Regions from separate parts of the Callithrix jacchus genome. Here region 2 is linked to region 1. Evidence: chromatin contacts called from public Hi-C data. All regions are on one chromosome and are shown on one strand. Each heading gives the region's core, a stretch centred on a gene start, on an enhancer-like site or on the middle of the called end of the contact. The rest is flanking DNA. Distances are from core to core; before and after follow the strand shown. Region 1 holds the start of LOC144581955. Region 2 holds the start of TMPRSS11A (transmembrane serine protease 11A).

What was found. Hi-C and Micro-C count contacts between places; a contact is called where the count stands out from the background.
Region 2: a Hi-C map of induced pluripotent stem cells shows a contact between it and region 1, with 2.0 times the contacts expected there. The contact joins the promoter of TMPRSS11A here to the promoter of LOC144581955 in region 1. A contact is called at or near these places in 2 of 3 Hi-C or Micro-C datasets (induced pluripotent stem cells and skeletal muscle).

What each region holds. Positions count from the first base shown.
Region 1 is chr3:129,251,569-129,257,772 of calJac240_pri, forward strand. LOC144581955 reads right to left here and starts at 2,336. Exons shown (of 8, transcript XM_078367961.1): 1 at 1,751-2,336; 2 at 1-4.
Region 2 is chr3:129,429,746-129,435,949 of calJac240_pri, forward strand. It overlaps TMPRSS11A (transmembrane serine protease 11A), which reads left to right and starts at 3,587. Exons shown (of 10, transcript XM_008993243.5): 1 at 3,587-3,697. The coding sequence starts at 3,687.

The DNA.
Region 1 (6,204 bases), core at 1,086-3,585:
ATCTCTACAAAGAAATATAAAAATTAGTTAGCTCAGTGTGATCGGATGCCTATAGTCCTAGCTACTGAGGAGGCTAGGTGGGTGGATTGCTTGAGCTCAGGAGTTCCAGGCTGCAGTGAACTATGATCATGCCACCACACTCCAGGTTGGGAGACACAGTAAGACCCTGTCTCTAAAATATAATAAATTTTAAAAATTAATCACACCTTCCAGTTTCAGGTAAACCCCAGAGTCCTAGGGAAGGAATTCTGCTAGTCACATTTGAAGTTAATGGTGACACAGGGATTTATACTGTGGGTTAAATGCTAATGACTTACAAACTTTTATCTAGAGTTATCATCTGGTGTAAATGAAGTATCTGAAAGGAGATTTTCACAATGATAAATATCCTTTGTTCTATTCAGGGCGACTCTGGAGGACCACTAGTTCATCCTAATTCTCAAAATATTTGGTACCTTGTTGGAGTAGTGAGCTGGTGAAGGAATGAATGTGGTGCAATCAATAGTCCAGGGGTCTTACACTCAAGTGACCACCTACCGCAACTGGATTGCCTCTAAGACCGGTACCTAAGAGAAAAGATTCTCCTAGCAACTATTGTAGGTCATTTTTGCCTGTTACTCCTAAGCCTTAATTAATGTGCATTTTAAATTAGTGTGTACAATGGCTGTTTTGAAAGAACTACCATCCTGAAGGAATATTTATGAACTTCTAAGCTAACTCAACAAGACAAAACAAAACATTTCAGGTTTGGTCCAGAAAGGCCTAAGCAAAGAAAGTGTTCACATCAAAAACAGACTATTATAATACAAATTATTTTTCTATTTCATTAACTCACATCATGGCTATCTCAACACAGCATAAACTCTTGGTTTTTGTCACTCAGACTTTCTAGAATTGTGAAAGTATGTCCTTGTCCATGGCAAATTAGTCACTGTGAGTGACTGGAATCAATACTTTATGTGGGTTGGGTTGGAACATGCTATATATGCCTTCATGTCACAGCTTTTGTAGGAGGGGTGTGGTTGTGACCTAAATCTAGTCTGAATGTAGGCCCTGAGTCACATTCTTTTACTTGTATGGGGTTTTGATCAATTCCTGCAATCATTATGAAAGAATTTCACCATCAGCAAAACTAGACAAAACAGCACATTTTAGACGTACAGAGACCAGGCAGAGTAGTAGTTCTTTACCACTGTTAAAAGTTTCTGTGGAAATTCCTTATTTGTAGCATATTCTGAAAAAGTCACCATTCACCCTGAAAATGTGTAATGTGTTTTAATTAAAACAAATTTAAAAGCAAACTGTTCAATGACAGTTTTCTTTTTGGTTTTTGTTTGCTTTCTTGAGACTGTGGGTGGGTTTACTCTCTCAGTCTTTTTTTTCCTGTAAAAAGAAGGTTTGCTTCTACTTGGACCATGGCTTGTGGGAGGGTGAGAGGTGGTTAAAAAGTATATTGAGAGCTGGGGCCATGACTCATGCCTGTAATTCCAGAACTTTGGGTGGATCACTTGAGGTCAGGAGTTTGAGACCAGCCTGGCCAACATGATGAAACCCCGTTTCTGCTAAAAATACAAAAATTAGCTGGTGGTGGTGGCTCACACCTGTAATCCCAGCTTCTCGGGAAGCTGAGGCAGGAGAATCACTTGAACCCGGGAGGCGGAGGTTGCCGTGAGCCGAGATCTCCGTTGCACTTCAGCTTGGGCAACACGGCAAGACTCTGTTTAAAAATAAATAAATAAATACAAAGTACCTTGAGGCCGAAGGGAGCAGCTGGGCGCCATAGGTTCCTAGTTGCGCTGAAGGAAGACACCTGCCCAGAGCGGGTTGGGCCCCTCTTGCCTGCCGAGTATGGTCAGGTGGTCGCCTATCTTCCAGGTGAGTTTCTGCTCGCGCCCTCAGAAGTGGTTCTCCAAGAAGCCACAGAAGTGAGGGTCAGCCTGCATCACGCTCAGAGTGTGCAGATCCAGCAGGGCCTGGTTCAGGCTCGTCTCGAGGGCCAACGCCGCTTGCAGGGTACCCAAATGCTCTCCCTTTCCTCCCAGGCCGCTTTTGGATGGCATCGCAGAGAGCTCCGCGAGGGTTGTTGCGTCTTCCACAGACGCTGGCCGCCCTGTCGCTTCTCCTCGGCCAGCTCTCGGAAGGAGTGTCCCATGCCCTCCAGGGCCACGTCGTCGCAGTGGAAATAGAGGCCCAGAGAGAATTAGGTGAGGGAAGCCCGCAGCCGCTGGTTGACCAGGCTGCTGACAGAGGCCTCCAGTCGGTGCAGTAATTCTGGCTGATCTAAGAGCTCGCGGTTCCTTGGCAAGGAGCTAATGGGACACGCACACAAAAGAAAGGCCGTTGTGAGCGGGTCTTGGCCTGGGGCATGATGGGAAGGCCGAAAAGATGGCTCTGGGAGCTGCGGCAGGGGTGGGGGTCTGGGGAGGAAGTTATGGAGGGGTCAGAGGCTGGAGGCGGGAACTGTGCGGTATGTTTGCAGCTGAGTTTTTGTGTGACACAAATGTTAATTTCTGGCCATGGTCCCGGTCCCACAGTCCCTAGAAGCAAGCATAGGACCCTGCTTTATGAACTACATAGTCTCCACACATTAAGTGACTACAGTCTGTAATATTCACTTTTAAAAAATTAAAATTTTTACTGGTATTTACTGAAAATTTGATTTAGTGTCTTGACAAGTCCTTATATAGTATTTATATCATACTTGAGCTTCAGTGACCTAGATTAGATCTATGAAAAAGTCTTTTACTTACTGATTTTTTTACTTCGGAAAGTAGATTTTACACTATCTACTGATAACCACCTTTTGCATTTATCAAAGATCCCAAATAAGTATATGTGTAATAATTGTTGTCCTAAAATTTTATTAAATCACTTTTAAATGGCATTTTTAGTTCTTTTATATGATACATAAACTCAGTTTCTTAAAACGTCCAAAGACCAAAGGCCTTTAAAAGTAGTCTCAGCATATTAAATTTCAGTTATTAACGATCTTGATATTTAATCCCCATTGGTGGCAATTAACATAATATATTGTGTTCATTATCATCATCATAAATGAAACAGTAATGCTTAACATTTATTGAGTTCTTACTATGTGTCAGGCACAATTCCAATGACTTTGTGTGTTTTATCCCAATTGATCCTGCTGTCTGTTCCATGAAGAATACTATTATTATTTTAACTTTATAGATGAAGAAACAGATATCAAGAGGTTAACAACCATGTCCAAGAATGCAGAACAACACCCACTTTACACAATCCTGCCTCTTAGTCATAGAAGTCCAGGATAAGGAAGTGACTTTAAACGGAGATGTTGACAACTCACATTTTTGTGGTTCTTGTTTGCTGGTTTTATGTGTTTGTGTGTTTGCTGGCTTGCTTTTTCTGAAATGAGTGAAAATTTCTTATAGTTTTGGGTAATACTTAATACTAGTAAGGAGTCCATGCTGGGAAATGACATCAGCATTACTTTCCCAAAGGCATTTATATTTGTAAGGTATTTTATATTTCTCACTTGAGTCTATAAAAATGCCCTCTGAATCATGGTCTGGCAAATTTGGCTCTCATTCAGGTGGAGCCTGGATGCCCATTCATTTAGAAGGGGCAGAAGAGATTAGAGGATCTAGTCTTGGGGTGGGGGTAGGAGTTTATGGAGAGGAGATTATGGAAAGTGATACTAGTGACTGCTGAGATTCTAATTAATCTTGTAATTTTATGTTTTTAAGCCTTCAGATGCAACTTGCATACCAGTGTAATGTTCCATGTGAATCCATGCCAGAACTCTGTCTGGGAGTTGGAATCCTTTTTGCTCCCATTTGCCTCTGAGAGCCATAGTTTATTAATGTGGAATAGCAAACTCAAATTTTGTGAAACAAACTTTTTACTACAAATAAATATTTCTATACCTTAAAGTGAAAATAGCTTGATGGTACCTAATTGATAAATTTTTAAACCACAACTTAAACTGAATTCTGTATGTTACTGAATTAAAGTTTGTTAATGGCAAAACTTTGCAATGAGAAATAGCAATGTAGATGCAGCTGTTTTATGTATTAAAAATTTTATGAATTATTGGCCGGGTGTGGTGGCTCACGCCTGTAATCCCAGAACTTTGGGAGGCCCAGATGGGCAGATCACGAGGTCAGGAGATCAAGACCATCCTGGCTAACACGGTGAAACCCTGTCTCTACTAAAAATACAAAAAATTAGCCGGGTGTGGTGGCACATGCCTGTAGTCTCAGCTACTCAGGAGGCTGAGGCAGGAAAATTGCTTGAACCTGGGAGGCAGAGGTTGCAGTGAGCTGAGATTGCACCATTGCACTCCAGTCTGGGTGACAAAGGAAGATGCTTCCTTAAAAAAAATTATGAATTATTTGTTAAAATCAAATACTGCCAATTAGTATTATGTCTACCATACACTATTCAAACCAAATAGATAATTCCGTGGATATTTTAAAATATACCATAAACAAAATGTTACAAATTAAAGTGTGCTCTACTTAATTATATAAACTTGTAAATAATGTTGTTTAAAAAGAACTACTACTACATTGGTTGTTTTATTCATAAAATAAATTAAGAAAAGTAGAGACCGGGTCTCACTATGTTGCCCAGGCTGGTCTTGAACTCCTGGCCTCAAGTGATCCTCCTGCTTTGGCTTCTCAAAGTGCTAGGATTACAGGCAGGAGTCACTGTGCCTGGCCAATAAAATACAATTTCTAACTATGTTTCCTGATAGTTTTGATGTTATCATTAAAAGTGGTACAAAATTTGACACAGGCAGTTTTGATTAGAAATATTTATTTTAAATATTTTATACAAATTAATTAAATGTGTATAACAAAATGTGTGTAGTCCATGCAAAAGAGGTTCCAATGAAAGTGTTTTAAAAGGATATGACAATGTAGATTATTACACATATTAAATTTCTATACTTTAAAATCCTGAGATTAAGAAAAGAAAAATAATTATTACTTTAAAAGATTATCCTAGATATTTCTTTAGTTTGTATCAAAAGAAATGAAACCTCAGAGAGCGCAGTGTTTGCCAAGTCCAGAAACTTAATGTCCAGTCAATAATCTTAATTTTTTTAAGTCCTAGGAAGAATGCTTTTTTTAGAGCACTGCAGAGTGATAACTGGATTATCACTGGCTTGGTGATTTTCTATTATGTAGCCGACCTAAACGGTTTTATATTTGCTCCTTATCTCTCCTTTATTCTTAAATATTAATTAGGATGTTTATGGTGTCTGTAGGATGATACAGGTTCTGTAACTTTGATTTTTCTGTAAAACCAGCATCTCTATCAAGTTTCCTTTTTACTAACCCTTTTTGGAGTTTTGTCTTTTAAGTTCTTAGCTGCTTATGTTTCATTCATCATTTCTTTCTTCATTCATTCTCAGCCACAAGACATTCTACAGGCTTTTTTGAATCCAGTAAACTGCTGAATTTGTTGGTTTGCTTTTTGTGATTCTATAACATCCTTGGAAGAATGGCTTCAAATAATGAATAGTGTTTTCGGCTCTCTCATTTTCTCAGAGTATTGGGTCCTGTTACAAAGAAAAACAAAACAAAACAAATAAGTAAAATATGAATTTGTGGCATGTGTTCCTCTTAGGAAAGGTTACTCTTCTGGGAAAGAAGGGGACTTGGGCCCTCAACATCCTCTGAAGAGTATGTGTATGAAGGCTGAAGGTAGGTCCTTCCATTCTTACCAATATTCTGCTGGGTTTTCATTTTATTTTATTTTCCTTTATCCAACACTCCTATATGGACAGTAGCTACTTCATGAATCTGTGTATTTACTGTTATAAATGAGCCTGCTCAGATTGTTAGTCTCCCTGTTTTAAAAGGATATTGACTTTAAAAGGATATAGTTGTAAGAAGCCTCTTAGCATTTTCCTACAACTGAAAATCTATATGTTAGTTTCTATTCTATTCATCCCATCACTCTCAATAGTTTCTGGGGTGGGTAGCAACCTCAAAGCAAACGAGGGCAGTGCTATATGTAGCACAGAAAGGGAGAATATAGGGGAGTTCAGCCAAGCTTTTATGAGGAACTCTCTCCTGCACCTAGGAATCTGGAATAATAAGAAGTTTGCTACTTTCTCTGGAGGCAACTTTTTTGTTTTTGTTGATTGAACTATACCAACAAATTTTTTCTGTGGTGTTATATTGAAATCAATTAGTACATCTTGCATTTTGA
Region 2 (6,204 bases), core at 2,337-4,836, 180 kb after region 1:
TCTTCTATCTTTCAGCTGCCTGGACTGTCACCTACAATGGTGTCCCCTCTATCAGGAAGCACCAAAAAGTTTTCCCAGGCTACTGCTGCTGAAATCCTTTACAATGCACCTGCCACCTTATGCTTGGGATTGTCTCTGCCTTACAGCCATTCAGCATGGCATCCTCCACCCAACACACAGTGAGGTGAGCTAATCAGTTCCACATTTTCTAAGACCACTCTATCAGACCTCAAGATGAGATTTGAGGTGCAAGATAATTATTTTAAAAAACTTCTGTGAAGAAAATAGTATGCTTGCTGGAAGAGTCATAGAGACCCTTAATGCCATGCAGCTCCCACCCTTGGGTAGCATAGAAGGAAGTAAAAAGAGTTGGATAGAAAGAGTTGCACATTGCAGTGCAGTTTTAAGAAGATTTGGCCAAGCCTTTGGGGAGTCCTCAAGTCATAGTGACTCATCAAAGGAATTCCACATCTTTCAGAAATGGGCTTACCTTAAAAACCCTGCTGTGCTTAGTCACAGGCTAGGAGGAGCTCATGGGAAATGTGGCCTCAGTATGAGTGCAGCATTGGTCTCACAGCACAGAAGCTGAGCCATTTGTCAATTACATTCTCCAAAGCATGAGATCTTAGAGACACGCATTTTCAGGATCACCACAACCATAGAACCTTACCAAAAATGACACAAAGGCAGACTCCAAAAACTGATTAGTGATCTGAGTAAAAACTGATCATGTTAATACTAAAAAAGGAAGAATGTCTTTGCAACATAGGATAAGGAATAAATTGTTACAGAAATCCTTAGAAAGTATTAAATGCAAGGCAAAAATAAGATACGTTTGACTATTGACTATTTCTGCTATGCAACTAATAAACTAACACTACACATAGAATTGAGGAAGATAAATTATCTAAAATGGACAATGTACTGATATCTACAATATGCAGGATAATCCTGCAAATCAACTAAATCAACTAGGAAAACAGTAATCTCAGTAGAAACATGGGTAAAGCACATGAAAAAACATTTACAAACACAAAATCCTAGCAAGGATATTTTAAAAAGGCCCAAATAATGAGTATTCAGAGGACTACAATTAAAACAAAACTAAGGCACAACTTTATATCTAATAAACAAATGGAGTAAGTTGAGCGTAGGCAAGGATGTAGAACCATCACAGAATGCTCGTAGTAGCAGTAAATTTTAGTTGAATTGCATATATGTATGCTCTATGACCCAGGAATTCTGTAACAGCCAATATCATGTACTAAGTCACTTTCAGGTTGTATTCCAGTACATTTTCTTCAGATTAGACTAGAATCAATAATCAATCTTTGTATTTAATTGTTGAAGGACGAAGAACGGTTTCCTCACACTGAATAAAAATCCCAGGGTAGTTAGAATAAGTAGTAAAGAACTATCCTAGCATTCTTTGCAAAATAATCAACATAAAATTTCATTTCTCAGAGTTGCAGGCAATATAAAAAGAAAGTTTTGGACATTAAACTTCTATGTAACTCTGGTAAATAAATATCATATTTATAACAAATACTTGTAACTAACTGCACTAACTGGCACTCACAGAGACCCAGGAGTTTTGCATACTCCAGACCCAGGAATTATGGCAAGGTAAGAGATCCATCCATGCATTCCCCTCGAAAGGGGTGAATATAGGAACCCAAATGGCATGGTTATGCAGTCCCCACTCCCACGACACTACACAAGTTAAGATCCACTGGCTTGGAATTGGAGCTCACCAGCAGCAGCAGCCTGGAGACTGCCTGAGATGGACAAAGTTCCCGTGCAGATCATGGCCACACTGATTCTTTAAGTGGGACCCAGAACAATCTCAGGACCCAGGACCTCCTTACTGTGTGGGGACTCCCTGCGGGAATCTCAGCGACTCCAGTAAGGTTTATATGGACAGAACTCTAATGTCTTCTTGAAATGGAGTCCCCAGGGGAAGGGCAACTCTTATTTCTGTGGTTCAGTTGACTTCGCCTTTCTAGGCTGCTGACTCTGGAGAGGCCAGGAAATTAGTGCAGCACACCTGCTATGCCAAGAGGCAGTCAGACTGTTTCTTTAAGCAGGCCTCTGATCCAGTTACTCCTGACTGGGTAAGAACTCCCAATGTGAGTCTCCAGACACCTCCAACAGGGGTATTCAGCATCAGGCTGGTGCCCCCTGGGATGGAGCTGCCAAAGGAAGGAGCAGGCTTCCATCTTTGCTGTTCTGGTGAGATCTTCAGGTATGGGAGGGACCAAGGCAACTAGGGTCTGAAGTGGACCCCCAGAAAGAACAGAAGCTCTGAGTTGCCTGAATCTTTAAAAAACAAAGAAACAGAAAGCAGCAACAACAAAATCAACGGAAAAGATCTCGCAGAACCCTATTCAAAGGTCAGCAACCACAGAGATTAGAGGTAGATAAGCCCACAAAGATGAGAAAAATATGGTGCAAAAATGCTGAAAACTGAAAAGGCCAGAGTGCTTCTACTCCTCCAGATGACCACAACACTTTTACAGCAAAGGCACAGAACTGGGCTGCGGCTAAGATGGCTAAACTGACAGAAGTAGTCTTTGGAAGGTGGATAATGACAAACTTCACTTAGCTGAAGAAGCACGTTCTAAGCCAACACAAAGTAGCTAAGAATCATAATAAAACAATACAGGAGGTGATAACAAAAATAGCCAGTTTAAAAAGGAAGCTAACTAACCTGATGGAACTAAAAAACACAACACAAGAACTACGCTATACAACCACAAGTTTCAATAGCAACATAGACCAAGTGGAGGAAAGATAGACTTAAATAGTAGCCAAGGGCTGCTTTTTCCCCACCCACAACGTCCACAATCAGCTAGTGATGGGGAAAATAAACTATTATTTTTTAGAGCTAGATTTGTATCAAGCACCATTCATATAGTAATTCTAATTGATAAAGAGGAGAATCTGTGGTGTCAGAAAAACCTGGAGGTTTTGAAATACTGGCTCTATCGTTTACAGAAATATGAGACTAGTCAAATTATTTCACATCTGTGAGCCTCAGTTTTCATTTCTGTAAAATGAGGTTAATTCCTCCCCACTGTTGTGAAGTATTAAATAAGATAATGCATGTAAAGTATTAATGACTGGCCTTTGATGAGTACTATTTATTTGCAATAACTAAAATTTCATTTTTAAAATTTTCAACTTTTATTTTAGATATAGTGGATACAGAGATACCTGCTGCTCAACAAGAATTTACAGAGTATTTCTTGAGTCATATTTATATATGTATTTAGGTTTTAAGAAGATCTGAGTGTTTTTATCGAGAGCTTTTATGTGAAAGTTTAAGATACTTGTATACTTACCAATAATCTTCTTTAAACTCTTAATTCTGGTATATTCCTAAGATATTTTTCATTCAAATCTTTGTAACCAGTTTCTTCTCCTTTAATAAAATTAGTCCAGACCAAAAAAATATATTGCTTTCTGGTAGGGACTATGCTGTCTCTGGCTTTCTTCAAGGTATTCTATGGGTTGAAACGTCTCTGTTCAGACTTGTCCAACTAGTTTCATTTCGACTACTTGTAATTTGTTTCCTTATTTCTTTGAGCCATAGACTTCCTATGCATCTAGAGATGTCATATAGCTGATTAGAAAGTGGAGTTAAGTGGGTGCAGATCTGTGAGATCATATTCTTCCTCCTGTCCATGATGTATCGGTAAGTTCAGTTCTGTTTTATAGATGGCTTGTTTGCTGTACTGTCTGTCAGTAACCAGGTACCTGATGTGCCAGAGGACTGCTAGTGAGATGTCTTTAGTGGAGTCAATCTCCATTGGATTTTTAAAAATTTCTGGAGTTATGATAGCATTCTGGATTAATTAATCTCTGTGTTTCAAATCAATGTTTTTGTATAAAAATTGTTAGCATTATTTCATGTTGCCAAGTTCAATAGTTAAGATTTTAGAAAAGGTTAATTAAACACTATGTTATATTGTGTCCTAACTGGTTTTGATTTTGTGTGTGTGTGGAAGGAGGGTGTTTATGTGTTTTAAAACAAGCCTCCTTTCAGCAATCTTGACAAAAGTAAGCCTTTATAGCGTTTTCTCTTTCGCTGTGCTTACTTGTCCCTTATGGTGGGTACTTGGGGGCCAAATGCAGATTGAGAGGTAAATAGCTGCAGAGACACCTGCCTCCATTCTAGAAGACCCAGGGTCTCCTTGTGGGAGAACAAGAAAACAAGCTCAATATTGGGAAAACGTCCCTATTCTCTACAATTCTTCCCATTACATTTTGAAGAAAAAATATATGAATTACTTGGATATTGTTTTTCAAAATGGGGCTTTCCATGTGCAAAGAATAGGAAAAAAGAAGATTCCTTGGCATAACTATATACAGTTAAAATAATGATATTAAACATCCATGATATTATCATATAATATTTGATAATAATATTTCACCATTGTTTAGACTTATACTATTTTCCAAACATCTTTATGTATGTTATTTCCTGTAATAGCCAAGACAGTCTTGTGGCTAAGCAGAACAATAATCACAAGTATCGTTAACTCCCACTTTAAAGCAAGGAATTTGAGGCAAACAGAAGTTAGGGGACGTCTCCCAGTCTAGAGGGCTGTCAGATGCCAGAACCATGGCTATAATTCCCTGGAGTCCTCAGCTCCTTAGAGTCCAGACTTCCTTATTAGCTTCTGCAACCTGTCAGGGTGGCAAAGATTCCACCCTGACAGGTGGAATTCAGAGATGATTTTCAGAGGTGAATTTCAAAGATGATAATTTGATACTAGATTGACCACTAAGTTAGTGAAGTTCACTAGGCTTCCTTCAACACTCATAAAATGCATGCTTGCATCAGTCCTTCAATATGCACATAGTAATTGACAAAAGGTCTCTGCGACCCTCAGAAAGGGTCTCCAATGCTTTAAACATAATCAGCACTCCATAAATATTTGCTGAACAAATTAATGGGCAAACAGATGTAAATATCTATCATTAATGTTTTACTATTAATAATTATTTTAAAATTTTAATAACTTACTATTAAATTATTAAAGCATATTGAATGAGAAAATGCATATCCATGTCTATAGAATTACGGTATTGTAAAACAGGTTTCCAGTTTTTTATATTTCATATTCCACAAATAATTTTTTTAATATCAAATTTATAGCCACCAAACGTGTCCTGTCCTATAAACATTGATATATTTATGGGAGTGTCTGCAGCTGGGGAAGTAAGTTACAGAGGTAGAATCAGTGGGCAATGCCATTGTTCTGGATATCAGTGACACCTATGGATAAAGAAAGGAAACATGCTGGGAAAGGTAATCCCTGCACTTTAGGAGGCCAAGGCAGGCAGGTCACTTGAGGTCAAAAGTTAGAGAACAGCCTGGCTAACATAGTGAAACCCTATCTCTACTAGGTATACAACCATTAGCCGGGCGTAGTGGTGTGCACCTGTAGTCCCAGCTACTTGGGAGGTGGAGGCAAGAAAATAGCTTGAACCCAAGAGTTCGAGGTTGCAGTGAGCTGAGATCACACCACTGCACTTTGGCCTGGGCAACAAGGTGAGAGAAAGAAAGAGAGAAGGAAGGAAGGAAGGAAGGAAGGAAGGAAGGAAGGAAGGAAGGAAGGAAGGAAGGAAGGAAGGGAAAGAAGGGAAGGAAGGAAGGAAAAGAAAGAAGGGAAGGAAGGAAGGAAGGAAAAGAAAGAAGGGAAGGAAGGAAGGAAGGAAAAGAAAGAAGGGAAGGAAGGAAAGAATGAAGGAAGGAATAAGAGAAGTAATACCACTGATTTGATAATAGAAAGGAAAAATATGAAAAATATAAAAAAGAAAGAAAGAAAGAAAAAGTGAGAAAAAAGAGGGAGGGAGGGAGGGAGGGAGGAAGGAACAAAGGAAGGAAGGAGGGCAGGAAAGAGAAAGGAAACAGTAGGAAACATTGAATGGTTATGGTTTTTTAAAGCCAAATTCATGCAATATTAATTTAGGATTTGGAGGATTTGCAGGAGGTGTCAGGTCACACCAACAGGTAGGCTTAAGAATTGAGGTAAAGCAGATGCTTAATTACTACAATACCCTATGTTTCACCTACACTCATTCCACAATATGTTCTACAGTCATGCTCGCCATTCGTACTTCTCCATTAGCAAGAAACACAATGTGGAAGCCTTGTCAAATAGATTCAATTTGTATCTTTGCTCTTTGGGCTGT